2 separate regions of the Sus scrofa genome follow, and region 2 is linked to region 1. Evidence: chromatin contacts called from public HiChIP or PLAC-seq data. All regions are on one chromosome and are shown on one strand. The core of a region is the stretch at or near the end of the contact, and the rest is flanking DNA. Distances in the headings are between cores, read along the strand shown.

The links. HiChIP or PLAC-seq counts read pairs in DNA pulled down with a chosen protein or histone mark.
Region 2: a contact with region 1 is called in an H3K27ac HiChIP or PLAC-seq map of alveolar macrophages. The contact joins the promoter of SSH1 here to the promoter of CORO1C in region 1. A contact is called at or near these places in 1 of 5 promoter capture datasets (liver), 3 of 47 Hi-C or Micro-C datasets (alveolar macrophages, embryonic fibroblasts and mesenteric adipose tissue) and 2 of 2 datasets of contacts at active chromatin or transcription factors (alveolar macrophages and skeletal muscle).

The regions. Positions count from the first base shown.
Region 1 is chr14:42,060,136-42,067,056 of Sscrofa11.1, forward strand. CORO1C (coronin-1C) reads left to right here and starts at 2,720. Exons shown (of 11, transcript XM_001929345.6): 1 at 2,720-2,847.
Region 2 is chr14:41,961,211-41,968,131 of Sscrofa11.1, forward strand. It overlaps SSH1 (protein phosphatase Slingshot homolog 1), which reads left to right and starts at 2,736. Exons shown (of 16, transcript XM_001929329.5): 1 at 2,736-2,921. The coding sequence starts at 2,853.

The sequences.
Region 1 (6,921 bases), core at 1,470-3,969:
GGGAACTCCAACTTCTCTTTTTCTTCACCTTTATAGATGGGGATTAAGAATTTTTTTTTTCTTTTTAGGGCTGCACCTGTGGCATATGGAAGTTCCCAGGCTAAGGGTCAAGTCAGAGCTACAGCTGCCAGCCTACACCACAGCAACGGGGGATCCAAGCCATATCTGTGACCTATACCACAGCTCACGGCAACTCCAGATCCCCAACCCACAGAGCAAGGCCAGGGTTTGAACCTGCATCCTCAGGAATACTAGTCGGATTTGTTTCCACTGTGCCACAATGGGAACTCCTACAAACAACTTATATAACTCAACAAAAAAAGGCAACAACCCAATTGAAAAAGGGGCAAAAGGGGAATTCCTGTCGTGGCGCAGTGGTTAACGAATCCGACTAGGAACCATGAGGTTGTGGGTTCGATCCCTGCCCTTGCTCAGTGGGTTGACGATCCAGCAACTTGCTGCGTGCTGTGGTGTAGGTCACAGATGCGGCTCGGATCTCGCGTTGCTGTGGCTCTGGCATACGCTGGTGGCTACAGCTCTGATTCGACCCCTAGCCTGGGAACCTCCATATGCCGTGGGAGCAGCCCAAGAAATGGCAAAAAGACAAAAAAAAAAAAAAAAGAAAAGAAAGAAAAGAAAAAGGGGCAAAAGACCTGAATAAACATTGCTCCAAAGAAGCTATTCAGATGGCCAACAAGCACATGACAAAATGCTCAATATCACTGATTGTTAGAGAAATGCAAATCAAAACTACTATGAGGTACCACTTCACACCAGTCAGAATGGCCATCATCAATAAGTCCACAAATAACAAATGCTAGAGAGGGTGTGATGAAAAGGGAACCCTCCTACACTCTTAGTGGGAATGTAAATTGGTACAACTACTATTGAAAACAGTATGGAGGTACCTCAGAAAACTAAATATAGAACCACCATATGACCCAGTAATCCCACTCTTGGGCATATAGCCAGACAAAACTTTCCTTGAAACAGACACATGCACCTGCATGTTCATTGCAGCACTATTCACAATAGCCAAGACATGGAAACAACCTAAATGTTCATGGACAGATGAATGGATTAAGAAGATGTGGTATACATACACAATGGAATACTACCCAGCCATAAAAAGAACAAAATAATGCCATCTGCAGCAACCTGGATGGAACTAGGGACTCTCATACTAAATGAAGTAAGTCAGAAAGAGAATGACAAATACCATATGATATCACTTATATCTGGAATCTAATATATGGCACAAATGAACCTTTCCACAGAAAAGAAACTCATGGACATGGAAAACAGATTTGTGGTTGCCATGGGGAAGGGGGAGGGGGAGGGAGTGGGATGAGCTGGGAATCTGGAGTTAATAGATACAGACTCTTGCCTGTAGAATGGATTAGCAATGAGATCCTGCTGTATAGCACTGGGAACTGTATCTAGTCACTTGTGATTGAGCATGATGGAGGATAATGTGAGAAAAAGAATATATATACGTATGTGTGACTGGGTCACTTTGCTGTACAGTAGGAAATTGATAGAACACTGTAAACCAACTATAATGGAAAAAATAAAATTATTAAAAAACAAAACAAAGATGCCTTGCTTTGGGCAAGCAAGCCCTATCCTTTCAGATGGTCTGCTTGGTCATTTCAGTTCATCAGGCCCAGTTTCTCCAAATATTGGCATTTTAGAACTTGGTTTTTGAGAAATGATCTCTGGTTATAAAGAGGAAAACTTCATGCTATAGATGAAGAAATTCAGGCCAAGAGGACGAAGGGAACTGCCCCAGGATACACAGTCTGACTGCAGCAGAGAAAGAATCTCGGTGCTCTTTTAAGCTTGGGCTGCCCAGTTATTAAGTGAGGGACTTTGGCCAGGAAGAGGAAGGGAGGGACCCTATATCCTTCATTTCCTCACCTGCGAAATGGGGTCAAGACCTTAAGGCCCTCCTGTGTAGTGGTGGGGGATGTTGGTGTGGTACAGCACCGGGACCCCCACTTTGTGCTAGCGAAGTGACCAAATATAGTGGAAGGGGGAGCATAACGTCGGGAGTCCACAAAAGTGGTTGGAGGGTGCAATGGCAGCAGAGGCGGAGCTTCGGGAACCAGAGGCGGGGACTCGAGAATTCTGGGCGGGGCTTGGAGTTTTAAAGCTGTAAAGCGGGCAGTGGGCGGGACTTGAGATACCGCGAATAGGGTTGCTAGGCTATGGGCGGGGCTTCTAGAAGTTGGGGTGGGGTTTGTGACGACAAGGGGCTGGTTATGAAGGAATGAGAGAGTAGTTGGGCCTAGGGATCCAGGAGGCTGGCGAAGGGTTTGGATGGGGCAGTGGGCGGGGTGCACAGCAGCTGATGTTCTGGTTTTAAGAGACTCGGGGGGAATTTTTGAGGAGCCGGGGGATGTGGCCTTCCAGAGCCAAGCAGGTCAGTGGGCGGAGCTCTAAAGGACACCACTCCTGGTCCTGAGGAGCAGTGGGCGTGGCCTTTCGGCCACTGAGAGGACTAGTGGGAGGTGCGTGCGCTTGGGCACCGCCTTCCTCCGCGGTCCACCTGCATACCTCGGCACGACCAGAAGCGGCGCTAGGGAGAGTAAGGCGTGGAACACAGGCTGGGAAGCGGGCTTCCCCTCCCGGAAGTGGGCGTGGCGCGCCGTAGCCGGGCAGCCCTGGTTGGACGCGGTGCGGCGCGGGGGCGGGGCCTGCGTGCAGCGGCGGGGGCGGGGGCGGCTGTCCGCGCCCCTCCCCCGCGCGGCGCTCAGTGCCAGGCGGGAGGCGGTAGCGGTTGGAGGCTACGCCGGGCTTTGCAGCGGGGACTTCGGCGGCGGCGCCTCAGGCACCTCGGCCCTGGTGAGCTGCGCGCGCCCGGCGGGGCAGCTTGGGAACGAGCTGGGCGGGCGGACAGACCCTGTCCTCTCAGCATGTGCTGGCGCTGGCTGACAGGAGCCGGCGGGGCGTGGGGCAGGGCCCGGTGGAGAGGACAGGGTTAGCTGGAGTGGTCGCGCGCGGCGCGGATCCTTGGGCCAGGAGCCCGCTTGGGCGGGTGTGCTGGGGCCAAGGGGTCGGGGCTGCTGCGGGAGCCTTGGGATTTGGTTGGGAAAGGAGTTGGGGACCGAGGTGCCCAGAATGGGGAGAGTGAACCCGGGTCCTTATGGTGAGGAAGCTGCCCAGGGGAGACTTTTAGGGGCCCAGAACCCTTCTGGCTGGTGAGGAACCGAGCAGGGACTCGGTTACCCTGGGAGGTTTTTAGGGGTCAGGGATCCGCCTGGTTGGGTGGCGTCTTGAGTGGGGAGGGGCTGCCAGAGGCTAGGGCGCAGGGCCAGGGGGCTCCAGGCCTGGGGGCGGGGCTTGAGTCGCCCTGGGGAGCTAGGGGGTTGGGGGGTGGCCCTGGGCTGGGCTCACGTGGGGCCGGGACGTGCTGGGCCTTGCTTAGGAGGGGCGAGGGCGGCGGTCTGGTCTGGGGGTTTCCTACTTTGGGGTACGAGCTGGGCTCTGGGCCCTTAATAGCTGGATTGGGGGTCGAGGAGGGCGGGGCGGGGCAAGAGCTGGAGTGATGTGGGTGGGGGCGGCTTGGGAAGAGGATAAGCCCATGGTGGGAGCGCTGGGCTGGGAGGGGGCGAGGGTTGGGAGAGGAAGAACGGGGCTGGAACGCTATAGGGTCGGGGGCCTGGAGCGTCCGCTTGGACCCAGGATTCAGAGATACGCTCCCCTAATAGCGGAGCAGCTGGCGAGGGACGCAGCAAAAAGGAGCGCGGTGCAGGTGGGGCTCCGCTGCGCCTAAATGACTGAGGATGAGCTCAGATGTTGAGGGTGGAAATGCAGAACCGAGCCCTCCCGCCTGTGCGTACGGGCGCGCAAGCACCAGCTCTCCGTCTCTCAAATGATTTGAATGTGTTGGGGGAAGTGGCAGGCTGCGGGGGAGCCGAGAAGAAAGGGGCTTCCTCTTGGAGGGAGGCGCTGGCCCTGCCGTCCTTTTTTGGGAGTGTTCAAAGGGTTTTGGTCTCTGGAAAAGGAAACGTAGCTTTACTGCATCGTGGTTTAGAATCACATCCTATATTTGGCCTTAATGTAGGCTGTCCTTGTTTTGTGGTGTCTGAAGTCCTTGCTCTACATGTTGCAAACGTGGGATTCAGTGTAAGAAGCAAATTGCAAGTTGCTCATCTCCCCCAGGAGAGCAAGATACGAAGGCCTTTCTTTCCTATGAGACATTTAAATGGAATTGAATATAGTATGTGTTTGTCAACTGGTACTGGGTGGCGAATGTGTTTACTTTTGGAAATAGTTACCACAAAATATTAGGCCCTCTCACCACTGCCTTCCTGCCTGGAATTACATTCTAAAGCAGTACTTGTACGGCTCTTAGTCACTCTATATAATAATGCATTTCATTGTCCTTATCTGGCAGAACTCTCTCCTGACACCAGGGCTTGCTAGAATAGACAGAAACATGATTAAGTATAAGCAGTTGTTTTGTACCATCTGTTCAGTTGTGAAGGCAAATATCTGTTCATGTTACTTCACTTTCTGCATTTCCTATAAAACCGAAGAAATGAGAAATGTCTTATTTGGGACTTGATTCTGTATATTTCAGAAAACTAATTTAAGGAAACTAATTTTTTTTTTTTTTTTTTTTTTTTTTTGGCTTGGAGGTACATTTCAGGGTCGCAGTGTTTGGATATGAAGCCTAATAGTAACTGTTGGGTCTGAGAGGTTGCCTAAATAAATAGGAGGGTAAAGTGAAATCATGCTAGGAATTGTATTGTATATTAGACCTCAGAGTGCAGTCTTTTTTAGTAGATGTTAGTCTCTGTGTACTGAGGATTGAACAAAGATTATTATAAAGGTTGAGTATGCACCTTTTTGACATACCCGGAATGTGCTCTGTCCATATTTGTTTTTAATTATTTGTGGAAAGTGCATTAAAGCCTGATGGAGTCTAATAGACACATACCAATGAGATATCACTGCATACAGTATTGAATTTTTCATGATCATTTGTTACTTTGCCTGCAGATTGTGCTAATCAGCAGTTGTGTCTAATACTTTTATGTATAATTTGGGATTAGTTTCAAGTTGACAAATAGGACTTTTGGTGTGTATTGCTACTGTATCATTTTTTTTAATTGGGGTATAATTGACATGTAACATCATACTAATTTCAAGTGCTCAATTTAGTAATTCAGTATTTGTGTACACTGTGAAATGACCACCACAATAAGTCTAGCTACCATTTGTCACCATACAAAGTTATAATTTTTCTTTGTGATGAGAACTTCTAAGATTTGTTCTCTTGGCAACTTTCAAATATACAGTATACTATTATTGAGTATAGTCCTCATGCATCCATTACATCCCATGACTTAGTTATTTTAAAATTGGAAGTTTGTACTTGACTCCCTTCACCCATGCCCCCCACCCATGACAGATAACTTTTTAAATACCTAGACGTTTTGTTTTTTTAATGCTTGGATTTTTTTGATTTAGGTTTTATGCTAACACGTTTGTCACTTTTGAGATTCACTCCAGCTATAGGAGAGTCACTCAAATGCCTATGAAATGGAATGTTCAAAAGAATAAATGATCAATTCTTAGTTATGTTTCTGGGGGGATGTGGAAATTCAGTTCTCTATCATGGCAGATTATTAATGCTCTGATTTGTCACAAACAGTGCTTTAGAAACACGATATTAACTAGGCTGTTTTACCTTCTATTCCTTTTTCCAAGGTAGAACAGTAATAAATTTGGGTGCCGCTGTCATATGCACGGTACAAATCTATGTTTGTTTTCCTTTTGATGACTTCCCTATGTTATCCTATTTCTGTTATGAGTACTCTTTTCTGACACTTGTATGTCTTTTTAAACTTAAGATGCCTTTTCTCTATTAAAACATGGAAATACTCATGAATATTTCAGTATGACCTAGTACCTAGAATGTTAAGTAATAGAATCTCTCTGGGTTTTCATTGCCCTAATTCAGATCCTTTAAAATGAGTGAACAAGATTCTACACTCCTTTTGAGAGCTTATTTTGTATTTCATTGGTGCATAGTGAATCTTTTTTGTTTTATAACTGCTCTATTGAGATACAATTCACATACCATACAGTTCATCCATTTAAAGTGTACAATTCAGTGGTTTTTAGTCTATTCCCAGAGTTGTGCAGTCATCACTACAATTTTAGAACATTTCATCAGCCCATAAAAAAACCCCATACCCATTAGCAGTCCCCTCCTCCAGTTCTTCTCCCTCCCCTGCCCTACCAACCACTAATCTACTTTTTATCTCTGTGGATTTCCCTGTTTTGAAAATTTCAAAATTATTTTCATATAAATGTGGTCTTTTGTGTCTTTTTTTAGGCATAGTGTATTCAAGGTTTATGTTGTAGCATGGATAAGTACTTCTTTCTTTTTTGTTGATTGAAAAATAGTCCACTGTATGGATATACCACATTTTATTTATTCGTTCATCAGTTGGTGGACATTTGGGTGTTTCTCTTTTTTGGCTATTGTGAGTAATGCTGATGTGAACATTTGTGTCCAAGTTTTTGTGTGGGCATATGTTTTCATTTCTTTGGTGGATTTGCTGGGTCATATTGGTTCCTCTCTGTTTAACTCTTAGAGGAACTGCTAGACTTTTCCAAAGCAGCTGCATCATTTTACAATCCCACTGGCATTATATAAAGATTTCAGTTTTTCTCCCTCCTTGCCAACACTTACTATTCTCTGACATTTCGATTCTACCCATTGCTAGTGTATTGAAGTGGTATCTCATTGTGGGTTTTTTTTTTTTTGGCCATGGGGTGTAGTGGCTTGATATGGGATATTAGTTCCCAGATCAGGGATCAAACCCGTGCAACAGAGGTGAAAGTGCTGAGTCATAACCATTAGCCCACCAGGGAACTCCTCTTTTTCATTGTGGCTTTGAT
Region 2 (6,921 bases), core at 1,486-3,985, 99 kb before region 1:
CCAGCCTACACCACAGCCACAGCAATAGGGGATCCAAGCTACATCTGTTACCTACTCTGCAGCTTGCAGCAATGTGGGATCCTTAACCCAATGAGCAAGACCTGGGATGGAACCCAAATCCTCATGGACACAGCGTTGGGTTCTTAACCTGCTGAACCACAAAAGGAACTCCCCCTTTTTTGTTTTTTAATTGAAGAATAGTTGATTTACAACGTTGTGTTGAAGTATATCTTTTTTTGTTTGGGGTTTTTGTGTTTTGTCTTGGTTTGTTTTTGGCCATGCCTGTGGCATGTGGAAGTTCCCAAGTCGGGGTCTGAACCCAAGCTGCAGCAGTGACAATGTCAGATCCTCAACCTCCTAAGACACGAGGGAACTCTGTAGTGTGTCCGTTTCTTTTCTTTCTTTCTTTAAATATTTTATTTCTTTGTCTTTTTAGGGTTCTACACGAAGCATATGGAAGTTCCCAGCATATGGAAGCATGTGGAAGTCGAATCAGAGCTGCAGCTGCTGGTCTACGCCACAGCCACAGCATCGCAGGATCTGAGCAGCGTCTTCAACCTACACCACAGTTCACTGGCAACGCTGGATCCTTAACCCACTGAGTGAGGCCAGGGATCGAACCCATGTCCTCATGGATATTAGTTGGGTTCATTACCGCTAAGCCACAACAGGAATTTCAGTGTATCTGTTTTTAATGAATATTCAGAGTTGAGAAGTAAAATATTCACTGGTGAGCTGAATTTACCCAAACTTTGTATTATATTTGACATTTTAAAATAAGTGCTAAATAAATATGACGATCGGTCTACCAAGAGCACAGTTACAGATGCTGGCATGATGGGTGGACTACTCCAATAATCCAAGGGCTCTTTCCTTTTATAAACTCTCCCAAATGGTGAACACCACCTGACAAAGCTCTTAAACAAAAGTACATTCTTCCCTCTCTTTAAACATACTTGCATTTCTGAAAATGCAGTGAAAAATACTTTGTGTTACATGTAAAATGGAGTTAGATTCTGGCTTTAGATAATCATGAACGGTTTTTTTCACCTACAGAGGAATCTTGTGGGAATGGAGCAATTCTTCTGCGGATGAGGGTGGGGGCACCGTCCAGTGTGTTGCAGGACTTTTAGCATTTTTAGCATTCCTGGCTGCTGCCCTTAAACACCAGAACTGCCAATAGCTCTTTCTCCCCTATCTGCAAGACATTCAAAAATATTCACACAAATGGGGCTTCCCATCATGGCTCAGCAGTAACAAACCCAACTAGTATTCATGAGGACTCAGGTTCCATCCCTGGCCTCACCCAGCGGGTTAAGGATCTGGCTGTGGTATAGGCCAGCAGCTGCAGCTCCAATTCAACCCCTAGCCTGGGAACTTCCACATGCTGTGGCCCTAAAAAAACAAAAACAAAACAAACAAAAATCCCATAGATTAAAAAACAATAACAATCCCACAACACTCCATAGAGGCTATAGTCACCCCTGTTGAGAACCATCTTTGAGATAAATGATGCTGAGGGAATATGCAGGAGGAATATGCCCCTGGATCTGAGGGAAGCAAGAGGAGGGATCTAGGAGGCTGCTTAGGTTGCTGGGCGGGCAGTGAGATGGTCCGTGGAGCCCTTTGTTAAAATGGGGAGCAGGTCTGGACCAGCAAATCTGCGGATGCTTGCGCAATGTGCGTGCAGTGACGGGGCGGGGCGGGGGGGGGGGGGGAGTCAAGCCAGTGTCACCTTCTTAGTATCTTACTCCATGTGCTTCTCTCCATCCCCATTCTGGTCACCTCCTCCCAAGAGGACAGCAGTGGCCCACCAGGTCTCCATTTCTCTGCCCCAGTCCATTTTTCAAGAGCTGCCAGAGCTTCCTAGACTGCACCCCGGTTCGCATCACTCCCCGCCCCACCCCAGGCTCGCATCACTCCCCGCCCCACCCCAGGCTCCAGCCTCTGATGGACAATCTCCTTTTAGTTTCTGGGCCGTTGTGCCCACGCCTTCCCACCACCCCCACCACCCCGCCCCCAGCAGTCTCCTTTCCCTTCACCCGTTAATCCTGCTCATCCTTCAGGCTTCAGAGCAAATGCCCCTTTTGCAGAGAAGCTTTTCCTTGACTTCCTAAGGAGCTAGCTGGGTTTCTGGACACAAAAGGAATTCATAAAAAAGACTGGCATAATTATTTTTAAAACATCTCGTAATTTGATTCGCTTCTTTCAAATCCCTGAGGGCAAGCCTAATCTACGTTGCTCACGGTTGAATACTGTATGGCAGCATTTAGTAGGCGCTCAATAAATATTTCATAAATAAATGAACGAATGAATTTCTGCAGACTGCTTCTCGGAGTTCAAGAAGCGGAGACCAGGAGGTTCTAATTTTCTCGTAGTTGAGCCTTTCCGCCCTAGGTATTACCCGCTGCTCAGCCCGCGAGCCTCGGTTTAGCAGGCAGGCGCAAGGGGTGGGCCTCTGGGGACCGAACTTGCTCGCCTACGCGCGCGCCCCCGACCCCCAGGCTGGAGGGCCGGGCGCGCGGAACACTGGGCGCGCGCGTCGGGCACGCGGGGGACGTGACTGGCTGGCCGAGCCTCCAGCCGCCACTAGAGTTCCGGCGCCGCGCACGCGCGACCCGCCCCGGTCGCTCCCCCCCGCCCCCCTCCTCGCTCAGGCCCGGCGCGCGCCGGCGCGGGAGGCGGGGGTGGGGGGGCGGGGACAGCGGCGGACGCCGAGGGGGAGGGGCGGGCCCGGCCCGGCTCGGCCCGGCCGCCCGCGCACGGCTCCTGGAGAGCCCCGGGCCCGGCCCGGGCGGCGGCGGCGGCTGTAGCCCGAGGCCTCGGCGGTGCCCTAACGCCGCGCCGCAGCCATGGCCCTGGTGACCCTGCAGCGTTCGCCCACGCCCAGCGCCGCCTCCTCCTCCGCCAGCAACAGCGAGGTGAGCCCCGGGCCCGCGGCCCCGGCCCGGCCGAGCAGCCGCTGCGCCAGGCCTGGGACGCGAGTGCGGGGCGCCAGGGAGTGCTCCGGGGGCAGCTTCGAGGGGTCCTTAGCCTGCGAGGACCCCGTTGGACTACCCCGCCCGGGCAGCCGAGCTGGGGTGACTGCTGGAAGCAGTGTGCGGGTGTGAGCGGGCGTGATCCAGTTGAGAGTGACTTGTGCTGAATGTGTGTGAGAGACCCCCTTGTGGGCGTGACTGTGCGTACGGATGTGACCATGTTGGGGGTGACTGCATGAGACTGTGTGAGAACCCCCCCCCCCCCGCAATCTGGAAGCAAGTGTGAGTGTGACTCCCACCTAGGGGTGACTGAGTGTGAGCTCCGACTGGGGGTGACTGTGCATGAGACTGTGAGTATGACCCCCATCCGGGGGTGACTGTGTGTGTGAGAGACAGTGACCCCTGTCTGGAGGTGACTGTGGGGGATACTGCATCTGGGACTAGGATTCCTGACCAGTGACTGTGTGAAATGATGTGGTTCTGTGATTCCAGACCTTGAGGCTGGTCTAAGCCCTTTCCCTGTGTGCCCAGCTGTGTGTATGCCAGCCTGTGTGTGCCTTTCCCTGAGTGACTCTGGCCTGTCTACTGGGACCTGTGCCTGTTCAATGCGGCAGGAGAGGAGGCCCAGGTGCTCCTGTGAAAGTGAGATTGTTCCCCGACTGCACACCCTTTGGAGTTCTGGCTCTTGGTGTGAGTGGCTGTGCCTCTTCGGGGGCCGGTGTCACGGTGTGACAGTGGCTGAGTGAGCTCAGGGTGCTGTGTGACTGTGTATCTTAAGTTTTTGTGTGCAGCTGAGTTTGAGTTTATCATTTGGGGCTGCATGTTTGTGTGCATCAGGCCGAGTGGCTGAGGCCAATTCCGGGGTTTCTGGGATGGCATGGGTGCTTTCTGGGGCTGAAAGGACACCTCTGCACTGTGCGGATTTCTGTGGGTCTGCTGGTGACCTGGCCTGTGTGAGGCTGGCTCCTTGCTCTGGGGTGGACTGGGGGATTGGTTCTCTGAGTACACAGTTGGGCTGGACTGCCCTAGGCTGGGCCTCAGGCCTCCAAGCAGGGGAACCAGTTAGGGCCTCTGGTCTAAACTCACATCCGTGGCAAGGCAGAGCCATGACCTGCAAGCACAGCTGCTGGAGGAGGAGATGGGGAACTGTTTAGAGAAGGGAGGGAGGGGAGGCTGGGGGAGGGGCCCTGCAGGCCCAGGAAGTGGCCCGCCTGCATCTGGGCCCCTTCTCCCTGCGGGAAGTTGCCTGATAACACAGAAAAGTTTGTATGTGTCTGTGAATGCTGAGGACCTGTCTGGGGTTTAACAGCCCTGTCTGTCCTGCCAGTACTGGTGGGGCAGCTCCTTGGCCTGTTTTGCTGGGACTGGCTGGAACATACTGAGTGGCTGCAGGGTTGAACCTCACAGCCCCCTCCTCTGGAGGAGAGGCCATTATGTGTTATCTTGTCTGAGGACAGAAAATTCTAACAGTCCCTCCTCTGCACGGTGGCCAGCAGCCTGCATTTGAAAAGTCAGGCTGCAGTTGCTTCTCACCTCCCCCCCAGACATCTGTTCCCTGCTACTGCCGCCTTGCAGTTTACAAAGTGCTTCACTGCACTTAATCTCAGGGTCCCATCTCACAAATATGTGAGTGTAAAGTTCAGCTCCAGGTAGAGGTTAAACAGCCTCTCAGCCTGTATCTCTGATTCTAAAGCCCACGTTCCCTGCCTTACTTGACACCTAATTTATTCCTGCTTTAGACAGATTTTTAAAAGTGTGTATTTTTTAGCTGAGATATAATTCACATACAGTTAAGTCCAACATTTTAAAGTATACAGTTTAAGAGTTCCTGTCATGACTCAGCAGTAACAAACCCAATTAGTATCCATGAGGATTCGGGTTCGATCCCTAGCCTCACTCAGTGGCTTAATTCGCTGTTGCTTTGAGCTGTGGTGTGGGTCACAGACACGGCTCAGATCCTACGTTGCTGTGGCTGTGGTGTAGGCCTGTGGCTACAGTTCCGATTTGACCCCTAGCCTGGTAACTTCCATATACCATAGTAGGGACCTAAAAAGACCAAAAAAATTTTAAAAATACAGCTCAGTGGTTTTTAGTATATGCCCAAGGTTGTATAACCATCACCATGAATTCCAGAACATTTTCATCCCCCTCAAAATAAACCTCATACCCCTCAGCTGTCGTGCACAGCCTCCCTCCCATCCACCAACCCCTGCCCTACTGTCACCAACTCTAGACAACCAATAATATACTTAACTATCTCTATGGATTTGTCTGTTCTGGGCATTTCATGTAAGTGGATTAATACACTCTTTGGCCTTTTTGCCAGGCTTGTTTCACTTAGCATGGTGTTTTCAAGCCTCATCCATGTTGTAGCACATATAAGTACTTTATCCTTTTTTAATGGCTGAGTAATTTTCCCTTGTGTGGATATACCATGTTTTGATGGACATTGGTGGTGTTTCCACTAGGGACATTTTCTTTTCTTTTTTTTTTTTTTTTTTTTTCTTTTAGGGCCACACCCAGGGCATATGGAAGTTCCCAGGCTAGGGGTCAAATTGGAGCAACAGCTGCCAGCTTACACCACAACCACAGCAGTGTGGGATCGGGGCCTCATCTGTGACCTACACCACAGCTCATGGCAACGCTGGATCCTTAACCCACTGAGTGAGGCCAGGGATTGAACCCAAAACCTCATGGTTCCTAGTTGGATTCGTTTATGCACCATGGCGGGAACTCCAATTTCATTTTTTAACATGATTTTATTTTATATATAGTTCAGTGTCTTCTACTTTCACTTATATCATGAACATTTCCCAGTATGAACTTTATTGCCTAGATTTTTTTTTTTTTTTTTTTTTTTTTTTGGTCTTTTTGTCTTTTTAGGGCTGCACCCACAGCATATGAAGATTCCCGGGCTAGGGGTCAAATCAGCTACAGCTGCCGGCCTACACCACAGCCATAGCAACGCCCAATCCGAGCCTTGTCTATGACCTACACCATAGCTCATGGCAACACCGGATCCTCGGATCCTTAACCCACTGAGCGAGGCCAGGGATTGAACCCAAAACCTCATGGTTCCTAGTTGCATTCGTTTCTGCTGTGCCACAATGGGGACTCCCTATTGCCTAGATTTTTATTGTCCGTATCAGTAATAATTTGCAAATAAGGGGTTACTTCCGCTAGACACATTTCAAGTGATTATATAAAGCATTATTTTCACCAAGGGCCAGTGACCTCCAAAATAAGAATAAAACTCAACCAGGTTTTATTCAACTTGAGTAAATCAGCGGCATTAGTTTCTCAGGGAGCCACTAGAGGCCGTGATATTCCCTAGAAGGTGAGGCTTCCTTCCAGGTGAGGTGAGGCACGAAGGCACAGGAAGGAACAGAGAGGGCAGCGTGTATGCAGTCAGAAAGCCAGGCCAGCTCTACATCTGTTCCAACTTTTTCAGGTTACTTCTCTCTGGGCCTCAGCTCATCCGAAGGGGCTGGCTTCTCTCTCAGGTGTGTTCTCTGGCACAGGTAGTCTTTCCTCCTGAGAATCTCAGAGAGTAAGCAAGAATTAAATGGTTTTGAAATATGTACCCCCAGATCACTTCCTTACTCCTCAAAATGTGCCTCCTGGAGTTCTCATCGTGGCTCAGTGGAAATGAATCTGACTAGCATCCATGAGGATGCAGGTTCAATCACTGGCCTCGATTAGTGGGCTAAGGATCTGGCGTTGCTGTGAGCTGTGGTGTAGGTTGCATGCAGACAGGCCTGGGATCCTGAGTTGCTATGGCTGTGGCTCAGGCCAGTGGCTGTAGCTCCAGTTTGACCCCTAGCCTGGGAACTTCCATATGCCATGGGTGCGGCCCTAAAAAGACAAAAAAAAGAAAAAAAAGAAAAGTGCCTCCTTTGTTGAGTCAGAGGCACTTAGGGCATTTCTTTCCTTCTCCAACTTA